7 separate regions of the Mus musculus genome follow, and regions 2, 3, 4, 5, 6 and 7 are each linked to region 1. A link is a contact called in public promoter capture Hi-C data. All regions are on one chromosome and are shown on one strand. The core of a region is the stretch at or near the end of the contact, and the rest is flanking DNA. Distances in the headings are between cores, read along the strand shown.

Region 1 (2,695 bases), core at 144-2,643:
CCATTGCATGGGTGCGCGCGCGCGCGCGTGGACGTGCGCATGAACACATGCGTGTGTACAGTGAACTTTCATTTCAATACAGGTGTTGAAGGAAGCGCTGGAAGTTCACTTTCAGGACTGGGCTGTGTCCTGTAGGGACACAAACCAGACCCAAACTAACAAACCTTTGGGGTGGGCAGGGAAAATTTGGTTTAAGTCAGGGGCTGTCTGTACCCAGCTGGGGAAGAGAAGGGGAGCCTGTATTCTTACCTGGAGACCCGAGGCACAGAAGACCAGCTTCAGGACCTGCCAAGACGGGGTGGATTCCGCTGTCTCTGTCCGCGGAGCCAGGAGAACCTCATCAGGAGCCTTGGGCTCATTGCCAAACACACAGGCTTTCACCAGGGGGAAGCAGAGACCCCTGCCTGAAGAAGACACAGTCAAGGTCCACAACCTCTGCAGAGCAGCCAGCCCGATCCGGTGTCTGACTTACTGGCCTCCCTCCCGGCCCAAGTCCCGCTCTGCCAACACCTGCAACCAGACTTCCCTCATCTCCCCACCCTCTGGCCACATTACCTGTCTCCAGGTAGTTCTTCCGTCTTAAGTACTGCACCAGGAGGTAGCCAGGTACCATAAAGCTGGCATAGCCCGCTACATTCAACAAGAAGCGGAAGAGCCACAGCTGTGTCCAGGACTGCGGAGGGGCTTCGGGTGACTCTCCACCTGCTCCCAAGGAAGGGAGTGTGGCGAGTACCACTACTGCCCACCATCTGCTGGGACAGCCGAAGCAACGATTAGGTTTGCAGCTCTTCCGCCTCTCTGCCCTCCGGAGGGGACTGTACCAGGGAAGTGCCCAGTGGCCTCCCCGCCCCCTCCGCTGCAGCCCAGAGGGACGGACAAAGAGCCTCTCTCTCCCTCTCTCTCAGGGGGTCCGGCGCAGGCCAGGCAGAACCTCCTCCCTTCTCGGGGACGGCCCCGCCTGTCCAGCCACATAGGTCGCCTCTGTTCCCTTCAGCGCGCGGGCAGCTCAGGCCACAGGCAACCCCCACCCCCTTCCCTCTCCGAAGCGCCACTGTCCCTCATCCCCCTACGCGCGACAATCCCCGAAGCCCCGCGAGGAGCGTAGGCCACATGCCGCGTGCCCATCCACACGGGGCTCCCAACAGTGCCACGCGGATCTGCGGCTGGAGGACCCCCCACCCCGCCTCCGGAGCCCTGGGGTCTCGGTCACGTGGCCCCGGGGTCTCGGTCACGTGGGCCATGGCTGCCCGAGCCCCCCACCTGGCGTCCATGGCCCAGCCGCGTGGGGCGGAGGGGGGACCGGGGAATGTGAGTCCCCCGGGCCGCGCGCTCCCTCCGCTCCCTCTGCCGCCCGCTCCAGCAGCCAGCCAGTCAGCCAGCCAGCGGAAGTGCTGCGCTCTTCCCGCCTCCTCCCCGCCTCAGCCCCCTTCGCGACACTCCGGCCACAGCGACCCCACGCGGCCCGGAGGCAGACCAAGCCCGGTTCCCCTGGGGAACTCCAGTTGGGACTCCCTCCCTTTCCCAGCTTGCTTGGTCACAGCCATCAACCCAACCCAACCCAACCCACACAGAGTGATGATGACCATTGCCATCTAGTGGACTAGGATTTTGAGTATCTGAGACCCAGTACTTCCTCTTACATTACGGTTTTTTTGTTTTTTGTTTTGGTGTTTTTTTTTTTTTTTTTTCGAGACAGGGTTTCTCTGTGTAGCCCTGGATGTCCTGGAACTCACGCTGTATCCCAGGCTGGCCTCGAACTCCAGATCCTCCTGCCTCTGCCTCCTTCAGCAAATCCTACCGGCCTGCGCCACCAGAACCGGCGTTAGTTTTTAAACAATGATGTCTCTTCCTTTTTTGGCTGCATCAGTAATCATCCCCTTAGTACCTGTGATTGTGACCTTCTAGGCTCTGTATGACCTGGTGCGTCCTCCTCGCCCACTTGCCCAACCTTGTAGAGTCCTGTTGGCCTGTTTTCAGTTCCTTTAATTCATCGGAGGCCTTCCCCAATGCTGTCTTTCCCCTTGCTCATCCTAAATCGCAATTTCAACGACACCTGCTTGAAGCTTCCCAGAGGATGATCCTTCGCCCACTCCATTGTCCTCCTTCCTGCTAACGGTTTTCTTCCTTCCCAGTCACCCATTGCAACGTATAACCACATATTTAGTTGTTTATGCCTTTAATATCTGTCTCACTCACAGGATGCATTTGCTTAGTGCTTATAAGCGCTAAGCATCGGAAAGTATGTTGATTTATTTCTTCTCCTTCTTCGTGCATGACCTAGCAGGGCCCTCAGTGTGTGGAGTCTAAGGGGGTTGGGTGGGGGAGGAAAGTTGCAACTCTCTTGTGATCAATGTCCTCAAACTTCTCCAGGGACACGTGTGTGTCTCCATATTCTTCCTCCTCACTCTCCAGCCCTGGGCATTTCCACATGAAGGAGATGTGCCTGTGGTGGCAGGAACCACTTAGGTCTCCTACCATACCCAGCAAGGCCCTGTGCTTGCTCAGGGCTTGTTTCCTTCTCTCTGCCTTTACCCGAGAGTCAGGCCTGCCTATGCATACAACTGTAGAAGGGAAACGTTGTTGTTGTTGTTTTTTTTAAAGCCCCTCTCTTCCATTTTAGTGTCATATTAGAATAACTGCAAAGGTTCAGTTGGGAGCCTTATGTTTGAAGTCTTTAGATAACTTTGCGGTGGCC
Region 2 (2,695 bases), core at 133-2,632, 2.0 Mb after region 1:
CACCAGGCTCAGATCGTTTTGTGGGAAGGAGGGGAGCTAAGCTGAAACACCACCAACCTCCTTTGTCCTTCATTCAAACCCACGCATGTGTTCTTTGACCTGTCCACTCCCGTTTGAAGCCCAAACCCTTCCATATCTCTGCAACGGCCCTCCTTTCTAGAGCTCAGGCAAGCCATCACTTACGTTTAGATGTTAGGCTCAAATAACAATAAATCCAGATTCCTACTTTTCCTGATACACTGAGCTGGGCCTCCGACGTCCACTTGACTGAACCGTGGGAGCCCATTACTCTGCAGCACAGGTTTTGCCAAGCTCCCAGAACTATGTAAGGTGTGGCACCAGCATCATTATCATGCATCACTGCTCAGCAAGGGTTTGAGTCTTGGCAACATTCTTATTCACATCCTCCACTGATGACTCATACATATGTGAGGTTCCAGCCCGCGACAGACTCTTTCAGTACCTAAGGCCTCCTACACAAAGATGATCCTTGTGGGCCAGCAGCATGGCTGTCACCTAGGGATTTGGAAATGCAGACTCCTGGTTCGAATTCGACAATCAAAAAGATTCAAAGTAGGCTGATTCAAGATGAAGAAATGCTGTGGCACAGCCCATATCTCTTGGCCTGCCACATTGGTAAAGCAGTGAGAGGGGGCAGTTTGATGAAAGACAGAAGGTGAAGCAGAGTGGAGCCCGGTATTGGATCCAGGTGATTCTGTTTCAGATACCAACCTATGGTGGTATGGCCTAAGCAGTTTAACTCTTCTCTCTGGTGCCCACTGGTGAAGTGGGCCATTAAAGCCCTTAACCAGCCTGCAGAGCAGCTGTGTGGGTAAAGATGGATGAAGTGAGGGTATTCATTGTGTGCTTAACACCAACTGGAGTAGGTAACTGGCAGTCAACTGCCATGACTTCCTTCCTTCTCCAGAGCTGGTGAAGTCTTGCTTCCCAGGGGCTGTCAAGTCCTTTGAAGGATTTAGCAGATCTACACAACAACTTCCACACTTCTCCAGGGACAATTCAAATTTCACAGCACTTCCTCAAAGGTGTGGATTTTTTTTTTTTTTAATTACAGAAGGTTCTGCTCTCGTTTCAGATTATCTGTGGAGTCAGCCTTGGTGTAACTGGGAGGTGACATGTCTAGAGAGTAGCAGGGTAGACACCACCTTCTGTCTTTCCTTCTGTAGTTGGCAGCCAGTGAGCAGCTGTGTCCCCACACATAGGCAGCAAGGTCAGAGCTAGACCAGGGGGAGAACTTTGGCTCTCACAGCTCAGGTTGGAACCCCAGAGACCTCTTAGCTACCTTGGAGACCCTAACCTATCAGCAGAGTTCCAGAACATCCGCAAGTGGATCTCCCCTCCTATGAGATCGTAATTCCACAGAAACCAAGGGAACCTCTTCTAATAACCTGTGGCTCTCCAACTTCTCTACTTTAGGAACCTGTTCACCTGGAATTTAGGAGTCACAGGTACCACTCTGGGTACAGAAAAGGAGGAGCATCTTGCAATTTGCACATCACACGAATCTGCATCTCCATCTATCCATCTATCTGAAATCATCATAAGGAAAAAGAGGCGGATCAGACCAACTATAGCTTGGTCTGTGCTATAGTTTGTGGCTCAGAGTTCATCTTTTCTTAATCCTCTTCAACTTTATGTGAATGGGAACTTTGAACCCTGTAGGACGCTACTTGGTATATCTAGGAAATATAGCAATTCAGGTTACAATTTATTTAATTTGTGAGTGTGCGGGTTTGTGTTAAAAGCACACGTGTGTCTCTGAGTGTCAAATATTCCCGAGTCTTGAGATGTATACATTCTAGAAGAAAAACACATTCTTTTTAAAGTACTTTTACAGTCCTTCCTCAGCATGCGAAGTATCTCATATTTGTAAGCCTTTTAAGGCCCAGCAGCACATGCCTTTAATACCAGTGCTAGTGAATAGGAGACAACAGGATAAATAATTCAAGGCCACCCTTTGCTACATTGTGAGTTAGAGGTCAGCCAGGGCTACATGAGATTGTCTCAGACAACCGAAAGAAGGGTATGGGGAGAGCGCTTGCTGCATGAACATGGAGAGCTGAGTTTAAATCTGCTGCATCACATAAAATCTTAGGCATGGCTGCACAGAGATGAAACCCCGGGTCCTTTCATGTGTAGACAGAAGGGCTTCTCAGGCTTGCTGGCTGTCAGCCTAATTTCAAGTTCAATGAGAGACCTTGTCTCAGGGGAATACGGTAGAAAGTAATAGAACAGGACAGTGGACACTTTTCTCTGCCTTCCACCTGTGTATACAAGCGTGGACACTCACATATACATATGCACTTATAACACAAACCCACACACTCACTAATTAAATAAGTTATACCCCAAATAGCTATATTTTTCTATTATTCATTTAATAGATTATAAAGAACAATTATCTATTGTTTTGAAGTATTAATTATAACTTTTAAAATATTCACGTAGCCACTTCTGAACAGCTAGACTGAGTATAGCATAGGGTTAACACAAGACCAAGGGCATGTTTAAACAACCCAGTGATGTTTAAAAATCAGAGGGTAAAAAACCACGTCTTTAAATTTTCACCCTGCACCAATAAGAGTCAATAATATAAAATGTACCCTGGAAGATAATGGACCCATTGTGTGACCTGTTTCCAACCCCTGATGATACAGTTTAGAAAGATGAACTT
Region 3 (2,695 bases), core at 69-2,568, 1.9 Mb before region 1:
GAACTCAGGACCTCAGGACCCCAGGAAGAAGAGTCAGTGCTCTGATTGACCACTGAGCCATCTCTCCAGCCCAGTATGTGTTCTTAACTACTGAGCCACCTCTCTGCCCCAAAGTGTATTTTTAAAAGAGATTTATTTGTTTCAATTATATGAATACACACACTGTAGCTGTCTTTAGACACACCAGAAGAGGGCATTGGATCCCATTACCGATAATTGTAAGCCACCATGTGGCTGCTGGGAATAGAACTCAGAACCTCTGGAAGAGCAAGCAGAACCAAAGTGTTTTTTTGTTTTTAAATATTTATTTATTGCATACATGTGGGTATATTGGTCTTGTCTTCAGACACACCAGAAGAGGGCGCCAGATTTCTTTTTCTTTTTTTAAAATATTTATTTATTTATTATATACACTGTAGCTGTCTTCAGACACACCAGAAGAGGGCATCAGATCTCATTACGGATGGTTGTGAGCCACCATGTGGTTGCTGGGATTTGAACTCAGGACCTTTGGAAGAGCAGTCGGCGCTCCTAACCGCTGAGCCATCTCACCAGCCCCTCTTTTTCTTTTTCTTTTTCTTTTTCTTTTTTTTTTTTTTTACAGGGTTTTCTCTTTGTAGCCCTGGCTGTCCTGGAACTCACTCTGTAGACCAGGCTGGCCTCGAACTCAGAACTCCACCTGCCTCTGCCTCCCAAGTGCTGGGATTAAAGTCGTGCACCACCAAGGCCCTGCGAAGGCGCCAGTTCTCATTGTAGATGGTTGTGAGCCATCACGTGGTTGCTGGGAATTGAACTAAAGACCTCTGGAAGAGCAATCAGTGCTCTTAACCGCTGAGCCATCTCTCCAGACCCAAATTGTATTCTTAGTGTATTTCTGAGAACTTACTTCATACAAATGGCTTTGTTTTTGTTTTTATTTTTATTCTTTTCTTTTCAGGGAAAGGGTCTCCTTATGTAGTCCTAAACTGGCCTTTAATTCATTGCATAGCCCACGCTAGCCTGGAACTCTAGATCCTCTGGTCTCAGCTCCAAAGTGCTAGGATTACAGACGGCAGGCTCCTGGACAAAATATGTTTCTTTTAACTCAGTGCATCTCACAGTGCGTCTTCCAGATCAATTGCTACAGCTACTGACTTAAGTGTCCAAGAAAGCTTGGGTCACACAACGCCACGTGAGCTTGGGCTATCCCGAGCTCCCTCCACCCCCACCCCAGACTCACACGTGTTCGTAGAGCTTTTCTATAAGGCGGGGCACCCGCGGCCCCGCCCTTCTCCACCTCCCACCCCGCAACTACAAGTCCCATCGTGCCCCGCGCTCACGCACACTACGCAAGAGCAAGATGGCTGACACGGCGGCCGGGCCTGGTGGCTCCGGAACGGTAAGGGTGGAGAGGCGCGGCGTGAAGCCGAAAGAGTTTGGGTCTTCTGGATCTCTCCCACGGTTTGGGCCACGGTCTCGAACCGAGAAGCCCAGGCCCGCTCTGAGACCCGGGGCTGGAGAGTATCTCTGGCCGTAGGCGGTCCCCGCTGCTTGGCTTTTGGCAGCGGCCTCCTGAATTGCTGCATCTGAGACTTGATTGGCTTGTTCCTTGTTGAGGTGGGAACCCGGAACTCCTTCTGATTGGTCTGAAGAGGCTGTTTTTATCCTCTTACTGGCCGGCCGAAGTTGGAACTTCGTAAAATATTTACTTGCTCTGCCTTTCTCTGCGGTGATGCCTAGCTCTCCTCTGCATCCTGTGGTGGTAGCTGGTTTAATTTTCCTGGTTACTGAAATGGTGTGATGGGACAAGAAGATAGTAGATTTATTCGCTCAGTACCATCATTCGTGTATATATTCTTCCTTTGCTTTTCCCTCTCTCTTCCTGCCTCCTCTCGCGCCTGCCTCTGCCTCCCGGGTGCTGGGAATAAAGGCGTGCCCACCACAGACCCGCTCCTGTAACTTTGCTCCAGAAAGAAGTGAATGGGGCTGGAGAGATGGTTTAGTGGTTAAGACGGACTTGCTGGTCTTTCAGAGGACCTGAGTTTGGTGGAGTGGCTCACAATCACCTGTAACTCCTGCTTCACGGAATCCGGGCCAGCGCGGCACCTGCACTCGCAGGAACACACACACGCGCGCAAAACACACACATCTAGTGGTTCAAAGTCTCACTCTGGGCTTCTGATTTCCAGAGACCGGGAAGTAAGCAATCCACTAACCCTGCTGATAACTACCATCTGGCCCGGAGGAGGACCCTGCAAGTGGTTGTGAGCTCCTTGCTGACAGAGGCGGGATTTGAGAGTGCCGAGAAAGCGTCTGTGGAGACACTGACAGAGATGCTGCAGAGCTGTGAGTACCAAGAAACACTAGGCCCGCTGTTTCCTTTACAGACCCCCCCCCAGCTCCGTGAACTCCATCCCAGATTCTCTCTCCCCTTCTCTTGGAAGACTGTTAGAGACTCAGCTTCAGGCAGAAGAAACACACATGTCCATTGTAGAATGAGACTGTTTCGATGCTTATACATGTGGGAGAGACACAAATAGCAACCTTGTCATTTCAGTCGTCTGCAGCGGCATTAAGTGGCATTAAGTGTTACACAACTCTCAGCGTTATCCATGTCCAAAGCCCTGTATCCCTGAACAACACTGGATTCGGTCTTCTCCACAGCCCCAAGAACGTCTCCTTTCTGTCTTTGAATTTGTTTTTGTTTTTTAATATA
Region 4 (2,695 bases), core at 104-2,603, 1.8 Mb before region 1:
CTGGAAGGCTGCGTCCCAGGCTTACTCTTCTTCAAATTTGCTTCTGCTTTGGAAAGCAGGCTTTCTAAAGTGTTAACTAACCTGGGACGATATCGAGGCTGGAGTGATGGCTCGGCAACCCTAGCAGACCACTCGAGTCCCACAGAAGGCTACAAATGGGCTTCAGTGGCAGAACCCTTGTCTGGTGTAAGCAAGGCCCTGGGTTCAATCTCTAGTATGAAAAACAAACTTTTTGGAATCTTTGATCCTTTTTTTTTTCGAGACAGGGTTTCTCTGTGTAGCCCCGGCTGTCCTGGAACTCACTTTGTAGACCAGGCTGGCCTTGAACTCAGAAATCCGCCTGCCTCTGCCTCCCGAGTGCTGGGATTAAAGGCGTGCGCCTCTTGCTTTGGCCTCTCAAGGGCTGGTATTACAGGTGTGGGCCACCACCTCTGGGTTACATGCTGCTGTGGGGCCGACAGGGCCAGCTTTAGGCATTAGGCCCTTGAGCAACCGAGCCACAGTGTCAGCTCTTCCTTTTTTAAAGAATTCGTTTATTTTGGGACAGGGCCTCAATATGCAAGCCAGGTTTTACAAGTAATGCTATTTCAGGGTCAGCCATCTGACCCAGTTCTGAGCATTATTTTCAAAACTACTAAATGACCATTGAGAAGAGTCACAAAAGTTTCAAGACCAAAGTTCTTGAGAACAGCCTGGTTTTTTTGTTTTTAATTTAAATTATTTTTGTGATAGGATCTCAATACATAACCTGGCTGTCTTCGAACCCAGAAGTTCGTCCGCCTGCCTCCTTTCCCCAGTGCTGTGATTCATGCCATGCGAACTCCAGGCAAGTTTTCCTTTTTCAAAGACCCTCTCGAGGGAGATCTGACCCATTCCCCTGACCTGGGAGCTCTCGGGTCACCTCCTCAGCCGTGGAGGCGAGCAGGGCGTCCCAGTGGGGCTGCACCGGGGCTTTATGTGACCCAGCGTTTGCTGGCTCGGTTCCTAAGAATCCGAGACCAGCGTTGTCTTCTCTGAGCTCACGGTTTCCATGGCCCTCTCTACCGTGGAGGGAGGGCTCTGAACGCGTTTTCCTCATCCTTCCTGCTCTGACGTCTTACGGTTCTCGCTCCCGTCTTGCCAATTTATGTAGGGTCCCTCGAGAGAAAAACCTGCCCTTTTCTTGTCACTTTCTAATAACTTCCTCCAACGGAGGATGACTCCGTACGGGTCGGGCAGAGGGTGGCAGCGAGACTCGACGATGACGGCGCCGTCGGCAGCCGGGACCCCACGCCCACCCCTTTACCTGCTGCAGGCGCCGGCACAGAGCCACACACGCTGCGCGCGCCGCCATCTTGGTGCCCTGATCGCCCAGGACCGCTTCCGGGGTCACAGCATTGTTCGCGAACCATAGAGTTCGAAAAGGAAAGAGTGTCTCCTGTGTTCCGACACTGAAACAACCATAGAGACGGTGCTCCTTGAATTTTTTTAAAATTATATTTTAAATTTTCTATTTTCTTATTTATTTACTTATTTATTATTCACTCATTCATTTAAGGTTTTGAGTGGATGCGTCGCTTCCGCCGTCTGGATAAACTCCCAGGTTCTATCTATACGCTGTCTATCCTAAGATCCTATTTGTCTTGGGTGGTTCTGTTTGCTTAGAGACAAACACAACAGAAATACTTGGGAAGGAAGTTGCTGCTGCTACTGAGTCCAAATTCTAACATTTTACCTTATTGCAAAAGGCGTTTCATTCTTAAACTTTGTTCACACCATCGGAATGCCAGGCTTGTTAATGGATTTTTCTAAATTGTGTTTTTCAAAATGCCTTCCCATGCAATTTAGCATAATGGAAGCTCCACACTTAGGCGCTCTGGTTTCTATTTAGGTGGGTGACTTGATCAAATTTCTTCCGTACTTTGAACCCCCTTTTTTTTTTTTTTTTTCTTTCACTTGCCAAGTAGAGATGAGAACAAATCATACTTGCAGTAGAGGATTAAATGAGATTAAAATGCTACATGATAAATGTCATCCTGAATTTGTGACATCTCTTCTACATCCTGGGCCTTAAGAGGTTGTTGGGAAAATGAATAAGGGTCAACTTAATGCGAATGAAACAAAGTATATGTCTTAGTAAGGGTTTCTATTGCTGCTACAAAACAACATGATCAAAAAGCAAGCTGGGGAGGAAAGGGTTTATTTGGCTTGCACTTCCAGATCACAGTCCATCACTGGAGGAAGTCAGGACAGGAACTCAAGCAGAGCTGGAATCTGGAGGCAGGAGCTGATGCAGAGGCCATGGAGGGGTCCTGCTTACTGGCTTGCTTCCCATGGCTTGCTCAATCTGCCTTCTAATAGAACCCAGAACTACCAACCCAGGAATGGCAGCACCCACAGTAGGCTGGGCCCTCCCCCACAGATCAGCAGTTGTGAAAATGCCTTACAGTTGGATCGTATGGAGATATGTCTTCAACTGAGGCTCCTTCCTCTCCAGTGACTCCAGCTTGGGTCAAGTTGACACACAAAACTAGCCAATACTATATCTCCATAAACCATCATGCCAATGTAAAGCTGGGTCTCCCACAAGCAGGCATTAATTCTTATTTGGCAGGCCAGAGAACTAAGCAAAGGGTAGAATGTCCAGATGGCACAACTGATGAGAGATTTATGAATATGGACCACTTTCCTGCCCCTCAGGCGGGCCTATATGTGA
Region 5 (2,695 bases), core at 142-2,641, 1.3 Mb before region 1:
TAATGGAATTCTCCGGACATCCTTATTATTTATTGAAGACCCACTTTATCACTCCCTGTGATCAACGGTAAGAACAGCAAATCCCTCAAAGCTCCTCCATTCTCCCCCTAATTCTTCACGCTGTCATACTCAAAGGGAGGCAGGGGAAGGCCAAACCAGCAAAAGTCTGTTACACTGCTATGAATTTAATAGGACTCACAGGAGGGGAGTTTCAACAATTTCTAACCCCTATCACCGCAAACATAAGACAATATCAGGTAAACCGAATGGGACATCACACTGAGTGTGGCCAGTGCTCAATCCCACTGGATGTCTCTCTCCTCTTCAGGAAGAATACTCCAGTTTGGGGAGGCCACGTTTCGGGCCAGCCAGTTGAAATCATCAACCTGGTCCCAGTTATTTTTGCTCCTATCTAAACCGGAGTCCTGGAAGTCCTTGTCGATCCCCGGGTAGCTCCAGGTGTAAGGGGCAAACTGGATGCCGCTGCAGTCCTCCACGATAGCCCTGCTGGTCACTTGCAAGAAGACGCGCGTGTCTTTGGTAGTGTGCACACGGAGCTGCTGGCAAGCCACAGCCAGGACGCAATCTCGACAATCCTCCAGAAACACAGAGGTGGTCACTGGGCCGCAGAGCACCTTGCAGCCGCGGGCCTTCGCAAGCCGCAAGGTGTTGGGATTGCCACACAGTTTGACAGTGCAGTTGGTCAGGTCGCTCAAAAGGACGTCGCGCTGGTGCAGCTCTTCAGCTCTCTTCTCCAGGTCTTGGGACTCCAGGTTGGAGAAGCCACAGGCCCAGCTGGCCCCGGGAGCTCCCTCCTCCTCCTTGGTCACCGGTGGAGAAGGGGCCGCCGAGGCGACGGGTGCGGCGTCTACCTGGGCGGTCCCCGCAGCATCCTTCTTCCGTGCCTTGAAGGCGAAGCGCTTCTTGGGCTGCAACTCCTGGCGACGTTCCGTTAGGACAGCCTGCAGCTGCGCCAACGCCGCCTGGCCCTGCCGCAGGTCGTAGGCGGCGAGGAAGAGCACCGAGTCGTTCAGGAGCTTCCGCAGGCCCTGGAGCCGGTTGGCCGCCTCTTCCAGCCGCTCCGCCGACGCCTCGCCCCGCAGCAGCTCCTCGACCGCTGCGCGCTCCCGGGCGAAGGCGGCGGCGAAGAAGCCGCTCTTCTCCTCCTCCACCTCCTGGTCCTGCCGCTTCTGCTTGCGTCTCTCCACCTCTATCTGCCTCTCCTGTTCGCGCCTCTGAAGTCGCTCGGGCACCAGGCTCAGGTCCCGCGGGGAGCCAGCGGCAGCGTCGGCCAGAGCCATGGAGCAGTCCACACCCTCCATCTTGACTCCAGGCTTCCTCCCCCGCCGCCTTGCCTCCGAGCGCTCGCTCTCCGCGCGAGGCCTCCCACCAACGCGCGCTGTGATTGGCCAGCTGCGGTGACGTCAGCTCCCTCCATATTCTCCTCGCCTATTGGTTTCTTCGCGTTGGAGGGGCGGGAAGGAGGGCGGGGCCGGCTGACAGGAGGGGGTGGGGAGACAAAGGTCCTGGTGGATGGGTGGGGTGGGAGGCAGTCGGGTGAAGCTTTTTTTTTTTTTTTTTTTTTCTTCTTAAAGGGGCAGGACTTATATCCGGGATTGTGGGGTGAGTTGCAGCAGCGGCAGCTGCACATGTGGGTTTGTTTATAAGAACAAGGTTAGAAACTCGCAGGCCTCCCCCTCCCCCCAGCTCCTCCCTGCTACCCCCTTACAGGCCGGAGATCTGCTGCAGGGTGGTGGGGAGGAATCTGTGCTTGTGGTGTTGTGGGGGACAGGTAGTGCGAGAAAGATGGAGGGGGGGGTTATTGCACCTCCCGGACCGCGTCGGAGGAAGCTGCAGCTGGAACAGCTGGCCAGGGAACCGCTTGCATGCCTCTGGGTTTTTTTCTTTCTTTCTCTCTCTCTCTTTTTTTTTCCCTTTCCCTTTTCCCTTCCATCACCTCTTTGCTCAGCCGGTCCCTGCCGCCCCGGTAACCCTCATCCTTCCTGCCCTCCCCCATCCACTGCAGCTCGGCGCGGCCTGGGGGCGTCTGGGTCCCCGTGGGCAGTTACTGGGGCGGGAAGAAAGCGCAAATCACCGCTATGGGAAAGACTGGGTTCCTCGCTGGAGCGGGCTCCGGGGTTCCTGGGGGAGTCTAAAAACAGATTATTTTTTTTAATGGCCAATTGCTGCAGTCGGAGGGGGGGCGGGGGAGGATGACATGCCACCCCCACCGTCTTGCTCCCTGACGCGGTGGCAGCCACTCCCTGCGCAGCTGGCAACCGCTGGCCGCGCGGGGCTAAGACCCTCAGCCGGAGCGCCTCGCTTCTCCCTATAGGGCCGGCGGTCTTTAGGAAGGCGATGGGGAAACGGTACATTATTTCTAGAGGTGGTGGGAGGGATTTGTCACCGGAAGTGAACGAGCCTAGCCTAAAGTCCAGACCAACCCGAGGTGCGAGTGGGCAGCCAAGACCGTGCAGTCCCTGGCAGAAGCCCAAGGCGGCGGCCGCCGAGGACTCGGGTGGCATCCTCGCGTGCTGCCTTCAGCCACCGTGCCTTCTGGACTCGGTGGCCCATACAGTTCTCGGTTTCAGCCCCATCTCCGCCCTTGTTGCCAACCTCCATTTTTGTTCTTTTAATTGGGATTTTTTTAACTGCCCAAAATACTCATTTGAAAATTTACCAATATGCCTGCGTT
Region 6 (2,695 bases), core at 116-2,615, 1.3 Mb before region 1:
TAGTCTGGTTCCCGAGAAACTAGTGGCTTGTGCTCCAAGCAGCCACCTCATCCCGGATCCGGGCAGCCCCAGCCCTGCAGGCCCACAGCCCCTGGAGGCCCTTGCCACAGGGATGTTATCAGTCCTGTTTGTTCCTAGAATTCAAGGTGACTCAAGAGGAAAGATTAAGATAGGACACCGAGCTAGAGAGAAATCAGATAGGCCAGTAACTGCCCGCCTTCAAGTCCAGCCAAGCCGAGTAGACAGGATAGCTGTGTAGCTTAAAAGGTTTTCACTTGCATGTGGACACAAAGCCCAAAAGCTTTTAAAACCGTGGTTTCTCTAAAATAGTCTAGTTTATAGGGAAAGAATCATTAAAAGTAGTGGTGAGTGGAATTTAAAACAAGACATCTGAACTCATGGAATTCACAGCCAGTGGGAGAAAACCTGTAAGCTGGAGGTTTCATATGAGTTGGGAGTAGCCCTTGCTGCCTAGTAAGTTTCTCCGAAGGCATGAGCTGTGCTAGCCACCTCAGAAGCAGGGTTTGTCGTTCCAAGCCGCCTGTGTAGAGCAGACTGAAAGGGAGCGAAGGCTGCCGAGCTTCTCTGGAGCTGCTGTGATTAGGCCACTTAGGGAATTCTTAGATTTGTCCTAATTGCAGTGAGAAGCTATGGTCTAAGGGAGTAGGGTGGGGATTTGAACTCAGGGCTGCAAGCATTGCTAACGAGCAATCCACTGCGGAGGATTTTTGTTTTGAAACTTCAGTATCATAGTCGTGCTTAATTGCTTGGGCTCAAGTTTTGTGTTCATGTGATCCTCCTGCCTCAGTTTCCTAGTCCTAGGACTACCAGTGCAGAAGTGCTCATGTTCTTTATAGACGATTTGACCGCTGTGTAAAAGGTAGGGATTAGAAAGGTTTGCACTGTAGTCTGGTCCTGCAAGAGCGGAAGGAATCAAGAATGTCTTCTCAGCCGGGCGTGGTGGCGCACGCCTTTAATCCCAGCACTCGGGAGGCAGAGGCAGGCAGATTTCTGAGTTCGAGGCCAGCCTGGTCTACAAAGTGAGTTCCAGGACAGCCAGGGCTATAAAGAGAAACCCTGTCTTGAAAAACCAAAAAAAAAAAAAAAAAAAAAAAAAAGAATGCCTCTCATTTATGCTTCTCATTTATGGGCCAAGCTTTGAGTGGCTGACGGTGCCACTTAGAATTTGGAGACGACCAGAAGAGGACTAGCTGGCAAGGGATGGTGACAGGATTCATATGCCACTTGTTGGGTACCAAAATTGAGCTGTTAGAAGTCACTGGCTGGTGGGTGTGTCCTGGGAGCAGCCCAAGTCATGTGAGAGCACAGAAGTGGACCAAGCTGTGCAAGGACAGTAGTGTGCCCAGTGGAATGCTGAGGAGTTAGGCCGTGGCGGCATGCCCACCCATCTGACAAGCAGCTTCTCTGCCGTGTGAGTTGAAGGGCTGGGCTCAAAGAGTGGGGAGTAAATACTGCAGCGGGGTTACAGCCTCATTTTGAGTACTTGGTGTGGGGAGAGAATGTGTGTGTGTAGGTCTGTCAAGTCTTTCATCTTTAACATGGTTCTGGAGATCAAACCCAAGGCTTAGGCACTTTACCTCCAGAGCCATTTTCCAACATTTTCACATGAGCTGAGAGTATCTACCCAAGAGGGAGAGATTAATAAAACAGCAAGTCTGATAAAGGGGCAGGATTCTTGAGAAAGGACAAAGAATTTCAGATCTAAGAACAAGGTTTATCAGGGTGGGAGGAGAGTGGAGTGAAGGCAGAAAAGAAGAGCAGGAGTTAGAGGGAGTGAAACCTCGGAGGCGGGGATGGAGGGCAGGCTGTGGTGCTCTCACGCATGGCCAGCATCTTGCAGGAAGAACAGGTGGCGGCTGGTTTCAGAAGGAAGTTGTTGGTCATCTCGGGCTGCAGGGCAAGTGGGACATAAGACACCTGCAGGCTGCTGCCTGGAGCCCTGAGTCTGCGCACTGAGAGCTCTGTACTGCTGTGCTGTTTCCCAGCCCCAGTTTGACTTTTTGACCTTTGCACAGTTGCACTGGGGAGAGGGAGAGGTGTTGAGGGAAGAAAGTATCCAAAGGATGCCAGTGGAAATGTATAAAACCCTTAACCAGCTGGCTCCTCTTTGAGGCAGCTGGTAGTACTTTTTCTTAGGTTCGTGTCCCTTGAACTGGCTACAGAATAACAGTAGAGGGAAATTAGGGAAAAAGGGGGGGGGGCTGGTGAGATGGCTCAGCAGGTTAAGAGCGCCAACTGCTCTTCTGAAGGTCCTGAGTTCAAATCCCAGCAACCATATGATGACTCACAACCATCAGTAATGAGATCTGATGCCCTCTTCTGGGGTGTGTGAAGACAGCTACAGTGTACTTACATATAATAAATCTTTAAAAAAAAAAGGGGGGGGTGGGGGAGGCTGGAGAGATGGCTCAGCAGTTCCAAAGGTCCCGAGTTCAAATCCCAGCAACCACATGGTGGCTCACAACCATCCGTAATGAGATCTGACGCCCTCTTCTGGTGCGTCTGAAGACAGCTACTGTGTACTTAGATATAATAATAAATCTTTTTAAAAGAAAAGAAAAAAGGCATTCAAAATTGATTACTGTAACTGGCTTAGAAGATGCAGGGCCATTTGTTAGGGATGGAGGTTAAGAAGGCCTGAATATAGGGAGAAAGGATGCATTCCTGGGAGGTG
Region 7 (2,695 bases), core at 118-2,617, 1.1 Mb before region 1:
ATGTGTCTATCAGGTCCCTTGGGGCTGGAGTTACAGGCAATTGTGAAGCAGCTAATGTGGGTGCTGGGAACTGAATTCAGGTCTTTTGGAAGAGCACCATCTTCCCAGCCCCCATCTTTCCCAATATTGGGGCTACTGCTCTTTGTGTAAGGATGATTGACTATTGTTTGGTTATCATGCTCCTGGGGGAATCCAAGACCTCTTTCCTGGGGAACAAACGGCCACAGGCTTATTTGTAACTTTTTAGTTCTGAGAGTTGTTTCTTTGTTGTTGTTGTTTGTGGTGGCGGGTAGGTTTTTTTTTTTTTTTTTTTTTGTCTTTTTTTTTTCTTTCTTTTAAGAGGTTCTTATTGTAGTCCAAACTGGTCTGCAACTGGCTATAGTTAAGGCTGGTCTGTAACGCCTGATCATCCTGCCTCTATCTTCCAAGAGGTGGGGTTACAGGGGCAAACCCATCACACCCAGCTCGCAGATTTATTTTTGATGGACCTCCTCCAGTTCTTTAATGTAATCTATTGGCTACTAGGATAACTAAAATATATTCCTCCATGTCATTCTGAGGTTTGTGTAATTTATGTGATTGTATTTTAATCGTCTCTTAATACGAGTCTGTGAACCTCATTAGAGTGGGAACTACCTGAGGGCAAGAACCCAGTCTTACCCACTTGAACACTAGCTTGGGTGCGGCGGCGGCTCAGGGCTCAGGTAGGGAACGATGAGGCTGCTTTTTCACTTCATTCTCAGTGGCTCCAAACGCAGCTGTTTTACCGATTCCAGCACCCTTCCAGCAGCTACAGGGACCCACGTCTTGAAGCTGCAGCAAACCAGGGTTTCTTATTTTATTTCAGCCCGGTTCCACCGCTGATAGGCTTTCCCCTCTGCTCCTCTGCAACTGTGATCTAGGACAGACTTGATGAATGCCCGGGAGTACCCTTGGGAGTCTTCTCTATCATTTCACGTGTGCAATTTGAGCTACTTTAAATTCCTGTGAAGAAAGGTGCCCTTTTCGTGTTAGGGCCTTTTTCCTCCAGTCCGTACGAAGCAGGGCAGGTAGAAGAGCAGGGGAGAACATGAGAGCCACTTCTGGAGGGAAGGAGCAGAGCTCAAAGGACTGAAGAATAGCAGAGGACGACGCACAAGGCGACGCCGGAGAACAGATCTGCTAGCCAAGCTCGGGTTTCCCCATGGCTCCGCCTCCTCCACGAAGCCCGACCCTTTTCAGGGCGGGACCTTCCACTCCAGCCAATTCTGGGAGCCGAACCCTGGCGGTTTGTACTCTTTCTTTCCAATGAGAAAAAAGGGAAGCTGCTTGGCTCCAATGACCAATCCGAGGAGGCGGCTCCTGGTTCTCAGGCAGGTTTGTAAGAGTTCGGGCCAATTGGAAGCGCAGCCACGGCTCGGCCCGGGCGCAGCGCGCAGGCGGTGGCGAAGAGACGCCGAGCGGGCCGAGTGTGGCCGAGCAGAGCCGGAGCGGGGCCGCAGGAGCCGGGCCGGGTGTGGACCGGCCGAGATGTCCTATAAACTGAAGAAGGATAAGGTGAGCGTGGCCTTTCCCCTTGCGCCTCCGCCGCCGGGCCTGCGCGCAGCTCTGGGAGGGGCCCGAGGCAGGCCCGGGACAGCCTCAGACTGACCCTCTGGTCCGGCCCCCCGCAGCACTCCCGCGGCCAGCCCCAGGGCCGCGCGACTGCCAGCACCCCCAGTCCGTGCAGCAGCTGGGACAGCTCTCCGTCTTTGCCCGGACAGATTTCCCCCCACCTATCCCTCTTCCCTTCCTCTTTGCTCCTATCCCCGGCCCCCTCCAGATCTGCTCCACTCCCGGCTCACTCCCTTGCTTTTTCTCCCCGCCTTTATCTGTCCCCGATCCCCCACGGTTTGGGACAGTGCTCATTTAAGACCGCATTTCCCTCCAGTACTTCCCCCACCCCCGCCCTGAGCAGCCCCTTCCCTCTTCTCCTCACCAGCTTAAAAGACGGCCTCTCCACAGTTCTGTACAGTCCCTCCTTCCCCCCCCCCGCCCCCCCACGACAAGCCCCTGACCTAGAACCGCTCTGCTTTCTCTCTCCTCCGCCCAAATCTGGCCTAGGCCCCTCCCTCGAGTCTTCCTTTACACACAAACTTGTAAGCCAGGACCGAGCCCTTCTTCTGTTGATGGAACCCCAGAACGTCTGTGCTGGAAGGGAGCTTTGGAGCACATGCAGACTAGCATGCTAGTGGTACAGATGAGGAGACTGAGGCCGGGTCAGGGGAAGGGACTTGTCCAAGGTCACACATCCTGCTGGAGGCCCAGCTGCAATATCAGGTCTCCCAACTTGGAGGGCTCTTCTGTGCAAGTGCCTAACTGGCATCAGCTGGCTTCCATGTTCACCCTAGACGGGACTCGGTTTCTAATCTGTTAGAGGCTCCTCCCTGTATTCCTTAGGATAACCTTTGCATTTCCTTTTTTTGCACCAGGACAGGATTTCTCCCTTTCTTCTGGCCTGTTCTGTTTAGTTTTCTTCTCATTCTGCCGTCCAGTACACTCGGTTTCTTTATTATTTGCAGTGGCAGAGATCAGACCCAGGGTCTTGCACATGCTAAGCATGTGCAGTACCATTGGGCTACACTCCCAACCCCACAGGCCATTTCTTGATGTTACCGTCTTTTGCCATCTTTTGCCTCCAAACCACCCTGACCTGTCCCTGCCTTTCCCTTTGTTT

Evidence for each region. Promoter capture Hi-C pulls out the DNA fragments that hold promoters and counts their contacts.
Region 2: a contact with region 1 is called in a promoter capture Hi-C map of neutrophils, with 5 times the contacts expected there. The contact joins the promoter of 1700071M16Rik here to the promoter of Slc35b2 in region 1. A contact is called at or near these places in 2 of 39 promoter capture datasets (hippocampal neurons and neutrophils).
Region 3: a promoter capture Hi-C map of liver shows a contact between it and region 1, with 3 times the contacts expected there. The contact joins the promoter of Taf8 here to the promoter of Slc35b2 in region 1. A contact is called at or near these places in 7 of 39 promoter capture datasets (cranial neural crest, embryonic stem cells, hematopoietic stem and progenitor cells and 3 more), 4 of 484 Hi-C or Micro-C datasets (B cells, CD4 T cells, CD8 T cells and 1 more), 5 of 115 datasets of contacts at active chromatin or transcription factors (astrocytes, kidney, pancreatic cancer cells and 2 more) and 2 of 9 other capture datasets (adipose tissue and liver).
Region 4: a promoter capture Hi-C map of liver shows a contact between it and region 1, with 4 times the contacts expected there. The contact joins the promoter of Mrps10 here to the promoter of Slc35b2 in region 1. A contact is called at or near these places in 2 of 39 promoter capture datasets (liver and pre-B cells), 4 of 484 Hi-C or Micro-C datasets (B cells, erythroblasts, rod photoreceptor and 1 more), 1 of 115 datasets of contacts at active chromatin or transcription factors (large pre-B cells) and 2 of 9 other capture datasets (liver and pancreatic islet).
Region 5: a contact with region 1 is called in a promoter capture Hi-C map of the HPC-7 cell line, with 3 times the contacts expected there. The contact joins the promoter of Tbcc here to the promoter of Slc35b2 in region 1. A contact is called at or near these places in 9 of 39 promoter capture datasets (the 3T3-L1 cell line, 3T3-L1-derived adipocytes, the HPC-7 cell line and 5 more), 1 of 484 Hi-C or Micro-C datasets (B cells) and 2 of 115 datasets of contacts at active chromatin or transcription factors (astrocytes and large pre-B cells).
Region 6: a contact with region 1 is called in a promoter capture Hi-C map of pre-B cells, with 4 times the contacts expected there. The contact joins the enhancer-like site here to the promoter of Slc35b2 in region 1. A contact is called at or near these places in 2 of 39 promoter capture datasets (the C10 cell line and pre-B cells) and 1 of 115 datasets of contacts at active chromatin or transcription factors (pancreatic cancer cells).
Region 7: a contact with region 1 is called in a promoter capture Hi-C map of the SN4741 cell line, with 2.5 times the contacts expected there. The contact joins the promoter of Ppp2r5d here to the promoter of Slc35b2 in region 1. A contact is called at or near these places in 6 of 39 promoter capture datasets (3T3-L1-derived adipocytes, the C10 cell line, the HPC-7 cell line and 3 more), 1 of 484 Hi-C or Micro-C datasets (B cells) and 3 of 115 datasets of contacts at active chromatin or transcription factors (the 230-238 cell line, pancreatic cancer cells and pro-B cells).

The regions. Positions count from the first base shown.
Region 1 is chr17:45,562,634-45,565,328 of GRCm38.p6, reverse strand. It overlaps Slc35b2 (solute carrier family 35, member B2), which reads right to left and starts at 1,393. Exons shown (of 4, transcript NM_001357105.1): 1 at 1,261-1,393; 2 at 556-749; 3 at 250-404. The coding sequence starts at 1,271. Nfkbie (nuclear factor of kappa light polypeptide gene enhancer in B cells inhibitor, epsilon) reads right to left here. Exons shown (of 6, transcript NM_008690.4): 6 at 2,160-2,695.
Region 2 is chr17:43,590,196-43,592,890 of GRCm38.p6, reverse strand. It overlaps 1700071M16Rik (RIKEN cDNA 1700071M16 gene), which reads left to right and starts at 1,382. Exons shown (of 4, transcript NR_045445.1): 1 at 1,382-1,469. All of the region lies in intron 2 of Pla2g7 (phospholipase A2, group VII (platelet-activating factor acetylhydrolase, plasma)), which reads right to left.
Region 3 is chr17:47,500,914-47,503,608 of GRCm38.p6, reverse strand. Taf8 (TATA-box binding protein associated factor 8) reads left to right here and starts at 1,318. Exons shown (of 9, transcript NM_022015.4): 1 at 1,318-1,378; 2 at 2,169-2,325. The coding sequence starts at 1,340.
Region 4 is chr17:47,367,545-47,370,239 of GRCm38.p6, reverse strand. Mrps10 (mitochondrial ribosomal protein S10) reads right to left here and starts at 1,353. Exons shown (of 7, transcript NM_001146212.1): 1 at 1,286-1,353. The coding sequence starts at 1,333.
Region 5 is chr17:46,889,317-46,892,011 of GRCm38.p6, reverse strand. It overlaps Tbcc (tubulin-specific chaperone C), which reads right to left and starts at 1,391. Exons shown (of 1, transcript NM_178385.3): 1 at 1-1,391. The coding sequence starts at 1,322. The coding sequence ends at 297. It also overlaps a transcript of Bicral not described here.
Region 6 is chr17:46,852,156-46,854,850 of GRCm38.p6, reverse strand. It overlaps a transcript of Bicral not described here. Among named protein-coding and RNA genes, the nearest start is that of Bicral, 22 kb to the right of the region's middle. Within about 2 kb of position 1,365, at least 109 of the 459 cell types and tissues checked have an H3K27ac peak or open chromatin away from gene starts, as enhancers often do. A contact at or near this core is called in pre-B cells, where this site is marked.
Region 7 is chr17:46,703,674-46,706,368 of GRCm38.p6, reverse strand. Ppp2r5d (protein phosphatase 2, regulatory subunit B', delta) reads left to right here and starts at 1,367. Exons shown (of 15, transcript NM_009358.3): 1 at 1,367-1,536. The coding sequence starts at 1,510. Gm52314 (a long non-coding RNA gene) reads right to left here and starts at 744. Exons shown (of 2, transcript XR_003952400.1): 1 at 661-744.